Linked DNA regions of Zea mays: region 1 is linked to region 2. Evidence: chromatin contacts called from public Hi-C data. All regions are on one chromosome and are shown on one strand. The core of a region is the stretch at or near the end of the contact, and the rest is flanking DNA. Distances in the headings are between cores, read along the strand shown. Region 1 overlaps LOC100193936. Region 2 holds the start of LOC111274022.

Region 1 (2,700 bases), core at 137-2,636, 230 kb after region 2:
CAATATAAAAATTCCACATTTCTACTATTCTATTTTACATTTCATGCTTCAACATAAATACCTACCAAACACATCTTATGCTTGTATACAATATGTGTAGAAGATGATAATCAAAGATGTGGGACGACTAACGATAACATATATAAACATGTTTATCTGCAAACTCATAAATAAAGTTAATTTTACCGATCACATGAACCCTAAACCAAAAGAGATTAACTCACTTGTTTTGCTTGGTGCTTGGGCCTTATGGAACCGCCGCAACCAATGTTTTGGTACCTAACCCGATGAGTGTAGATACGAGTGAAGATTTTGACCCTCGGCCCACACCCAACCTTAAGTTTTGCGGGTATGGATGCGAGTTTTTATTTCTACCCACAGGTGACCCACACTCGACTCGAAGTTTGGTTCGTTTTTATTTTTACGTAAAAATGATTGAGATACAATATTATATATTTTGAATAAGTAACTTAACTAATGATTCATGAAATGTTTTATTGTTGCTCAACGTGAGAAGACTTAGCTAATGATGGTTGACAGGTTCGATCACGGGCAGATGTTAGCTAATGACGGTTTTAAAACAGGTTTAGAATTGCACCGACAGGTACGATAGGGGGCAAGTTTATGTAGAGCTCACAAATGCCATCGTGGACAGATTTTTCACGGATTCAATCGTAGATAGATTTTTGATGCAGCTGACTCATTGCCTGGGAGTTTTAAACCCTGATGTTTTAAGTGTGTATGGCATGGGTTGTACAAGCTTGTGCCCAACTCTTCTCTTTGTAATATAATGATACATATTTTCCTGCGTATGCATACGTATTCCAGAAAAATCGATCCCGATCAAATTGAAATCAATTGTACTGTTATTTAATAACTATTACTCCTTCCGGTCTAGATTATAAAATATTTTACCTTTTCTGGATTCAAAGATTTTTTTATGCACTTAGATATACACTACACAATAAAAGCAGTACTACCTTTGGTGTCCATTAGTTATAGTTTTAGATGACTCAAACTTATAAAATTTTGACAATATATAACTATTTTATTATTTAGTTTTGAAACCTATGCACAGATTTATCTACTTTTATAAAAGTATTAATGAAGTAAGAATTTATTTATATTGTAACAAAAAACATGAAAGTTATAATATGGAGACACGTTATAATATGGAGACCGTGTCACTATTCTAAACGACAACTAATAGAAAATCGGAGGCAGTATATCTTAAAAAAGTCAAACTGCCTTATAATTTTAATTTAGAACAGATGGATCAATATCTAACATAGAATGCCAAATTGACACCATCCAGGCAAGTACGTACTGAAGGACCTGGAAGTGTATCACTGAAATTACAAAACACCGTGTAATTGTCAACAACAAAGACTTGTACACTCTACGTCATAATATACAGCAGGGCAAGTACCCTCAACAGCTCAAGGCCTCCTAGCACCAACAGCAACTGGAGAACGGAAAGATCGACTAAAATGCCGGCTATTCGACTGTATAAAGTCATCTAACGGGAAGTACTGGCTTATCTACTAAAGACAATTGTTCGGTGGGGTCATCTCTGCACAACTTTATATGTATCCGGGGAAAAGCAGGGAAAGATGAGAAGCCGCCCCGATCATACTTGGAGTCTCATGAACTAGCTCACCAGCTCCACGAAAAACCTGAGCAACATGCCCCGGCACGCTTTATTTCAGGACAGCAATTTTAGCCCTTGCTTGGCAGCTCATTGCTCAAATTTCTATCATGCCTAGTTATAAATTTTTACAGGTCTCTCAAATGAATGCCGGTTCTGCACAATGAGCACATAATACACATTACAGATCACAAAAAAAGGATTTGTGAAATCAGTAGAAACGCAAAGCAACGGAAACAATGCGTTAGCTGTACCTGATTAATTGTGTGTGCCTTCCTAGGAGCTGTGTCTGGATGTTCCAGTCCAAGATACTGCTCCCAAGCTCCATACATGTTTCTCTTAAAAAGGTCAGATGTCAAGAGAAATAAAGTTAAGACGCTGGCAAGATAAAGATATAGACAATAAATACTTCAGCGAATAGATATAAAATAAAAGCTTGATCGTACCTGAAATTTTAAAGCTACAGTATCTGAATCTTCAAAATAGTCTGGACGACCAAGTGAAATGTATGCAAACTTCCACTGTCCAAATAGCAAAGTTTGGTTACTTACTAGGGAACAGAGTTGTTAAGACGGTAAGGCGAGGTAAGGCAGCTAACCCTTTTTTACCTTTTAAGCAGTAAGGCGTGAAGCAAGGCAAGGCCTTACTAATATATAAATATAGGAATATAATCTTAAATAAGTAGGGATAGTAGCACCAAATAGGATGACAACTTCAACATAAACCAACATAATACACTTAAAATCTAACATAACTAATACATAGTAGTAGAAGATTAGGAAACAATGAATACATAACTAATTGATTTACTGGTTTAGTAGAGAAGAAAAAAGAGAAGAAAAAAAATAAAAGAGATTAAAGACATATGGGCCACCGGTCTGCTGTTTCCTGGCCCAGCCCACTTCTTAACCTAATCTTCCCAGCCAGCATCCTCCCTCTCCTCAGCCGCCACAGAGGACAGGGAGGAAGTGAGTCGCCGCTAGAGGGAGGAGGGGAGGTTGCCGCCCGCCCGCCTGCCTGAGAGAGAGGGAGGATGTGCACAACACGCCTCT
Region 2 (2,700 bases), core at 24-2,523:
TAGACCGGTCGAGTGCTTCTCCTTAATCACACGGGTCACTAAGACCCCGCAAGGATCACCACACAATTAGATGTCTCTTGCTAGCGTTACAAAGCACTTAGAAAGATTAGAGTGAGAAGAAGTAAGCAACCAAGCAACAAAAGAAACACAAGTCTCCCTCTCTCAAGTCACTAAACTCTTTTGATCACTTGACTTGATTTTATAATTTGGAGAGGATTGAATGCTTTGATTGTGTCTTTGGAGTGTATTCTTTGCTCTTGTATTGAATGAGAAGAGTGAGAAGCTTGGATGGCTTGAATGGTGGTGGTTGGGGGTATTTATAGCCCCAATCACTATTCCAGTCGTTGCTTTCGTTGGGCACACCGGATAGTCCGGTGGTGCACCGGACACTGCACTGTTCACTGTCCGGTGAGTGCCACGTCCACCGACCGTTGGAGTTTGGATCTGTTGACCGTTGAAGTCTTCTGTCTTCTTGCGGTACCGGACAATCTGGTGTGTTCTGACTTTGCAGACTGGCTTCTGACTTCTGACGGTCATACCTTTCTGCAGTCGACCGTTGGCGAAGTTGACCGTTGCTCCGTTGTCTCACCAGACAGTCTGGTGGGTCATCGGACAGTCCGATGAATTTTAGCGGATGAGCGCCGAGAAAACCCGAGAGCGGCCAGTTCGCGAGGTGCTCGGCCTGGGACCGGACAGTGCCCGGTGCGTCATTTGCTGCACCAAATCTTGTATACTCTAAACTTTGTAGAATTCTCTTACGCCCCGTTTGGATCACTGGAATTGAATTCCATTCTAATAATAGTAATTTAGTCATATATCAATTAAGCTAATTCACTTTTATATAAAATATATTTGTATACTATTATTAGCAAGATGTCCTAAATATTTATGTGCTACATTTTAACTATAGAGGAGTAGAACAAAGAGTGTCATGTAAGTTATAGATTAGAAACAAATTCTAATCATGCATAAAATCATTTCCTATCCTCCACCCTATGAATTTGAGATAGGCTTATATCTGAACTTTGGAAAGTGATGGAATGCTAAATTCCAAACTAAATAAGTTACTTTATTGAGTGAATTCCAATTCCTTTAAAATGAAGGGATCCAAACGGCCCATTAAGTTTTTTACATTGTATGTTTATGTTGAACTTTATGCACCTGAGAAAAAGTACATCGTTTGGAGCTTCAGGAGCTGAGCATATTTGCGCGAGGATGCTGGTGGTTTTGTGGGCACCGGAGGATTGGGACAACAGACGAACTCTTAGATGTGGTTTTTTCTTATTCTCTCTCAAAAAAAGTTATAGGAGCTTAGGCTAAGATGCTCTAAGCGTGGAGCTACCGAGGGCCGAGGCCAAATAATACAATCAATTATTGGGCTCAACGTTTGAGGGCACGTTTGAGATGTGCGTCTTTTTGTAGAACCCATCACCATCAGACCAGACTGCTGTTGCCTGTCCCAGAAAGCCAGCTATGTCGTCGTCGGCGCCGCAGACGGAGCCGCACGTGGTGGAGGACTGCCGCGGCGTGCTGCAGCTGATGAGCGACGGCACGGTGCGGCGCAGCGCGGAGCCTCCGGCGCTGTTCTCGGCGGTGGACGTCTCGGAAGACGAGTGCGGCGTGGAGTGGAAGGACGTGACGTGGGACCCGGCGCACGGCCTGAACGCGCGCCTGTACCGGCCGCGGCACCTGGGCGCGGCCAACGACGCGCGGATCCCCGTGGTGGCCTACTTCCACGGCGGCGGCTTCTGCATCGGGTCCGGGCGGTGGCCCAACTTCCACGCCTGGTGCCTCCGCCTGTGCTCCGAGCTCCCCGCCGTGGTGCTCTCCTTCGACTACCGCCTGGCGCCCGAGCACCGGCTCCCGGCCGCCCAGGAGGACGGCGCCAGGGCCATGTCCTGGCTGCGCTCCGCCGCCGCCGGCGGCGGCGACCCCTGGCTCGCCGACGCGGCCGACTTCGCGCGCGTCTTCGTGGCGGGCGACTCGGCGGGCGGCAACATCGCCCACCACGTCGCGGTCGGGCTCGGCAGGGCCGGCCTGGGACCCGGCGTCCGGATCCGCGGCGCGCTCCTCCTGGCGCCGGCCATGGCCGGCGACGCCCGCACGCGCGCGGAGCAGCTGGAGTGCCCGCGCGACGCGTTCCTCACCACCGAGATGTGCGACAGGTACGCGCGGCTGGCGCTGCCCGAGGGCGCCAGCAGGGACGACTCGGTGCTCAGCCCGGCGGGGCCGCGGGCGCCCGGGCTGGAGGCCGTGGAGATGGCCCCCGTGCTGGTGGTGGCCGGCGGGCGCGACGTGCTGAGGGACCGGAACGCGCAGTACGCGCGGCGGATGAAGGAGGAGTGGGGCAAGGAGGTGGAGTACGTGGAGGTCGCCGGCGCCGACCACGGCTTCTTCGTGGTGGACCCCTGGTCGGAGCGCGCCGACGAGCTCGTCCGCATCGTGCGCCGGTTCGTCGTGGACCACATGGACACGGAGTAGGACGGGTGACCTGATGATGACCAGGCTGCCGGTGCCGGTGCCGGTGCCGGAGGGGCCATCATGGTTTGTTGCCACGCTTGGATCATGAATAATTGAATGGCTTTGCTTTTCTTCTTTCCTGTTGGTGTCTTTTCTTTTCTTGATTACGATTGGTTTGATTATCCGTGGATGCATTTCTTGTTTTTTTTTCTTGAGTGATTGATCACCTTATCCACTACT

Evidence for each region. Hi-C and Micro-C count contacts between places; a contact is called where the count stands out from the background.
Region 1: a Hi-C map of leaf mesophyll shows a contact between it and region 2, with 5 times the contacts expected there. The contact joins the enhancer-like site here to the promoter of LOC111274022 in region 2. A contact is called at or near these places in 6 of 25 Hi-C or Micro-C datasets (bundle sheath, ear, leaf and 2 more).

Annotation. Positions count from the first base shown.
Region 1 is chr7:7,433,980-7,436,679 of Zm-B73-REFERENCE-NAM-5.0, forward strand. LOC100193936 reads right to left here. Exons shown (of 32, transcript NM_001359352.1): 30 at 2,095-2,169; 31 at 1,903-1,986; 32 at 1,260-1,804. The coding sequence ends at 1,763. Among protein-coding and RNA genes, the nearest start is that of LOC100193936, 23 kb to the right of the region's middle. Within about 2 kb of position 1,387, at least 3 of the 20 cell types and tissues checked have an H3K27ac peak or open chromatin away from gene starts, as enhancers often do. A contact at or near this core is called in leaf mesophyll, where this site is marked.
Region 2 is chr7:7,199,600-7,202,299 of Zm-B73-REFERENCE-NAM-5.0, forward strand. LOC111274022 reads left to right here and starts at 1,274. Exons shown (of 1, transcript NM_001357227.1): 1 at 1,274-2,549. The coding sequence starts at 1,474. The coding sequence ends at 2,481.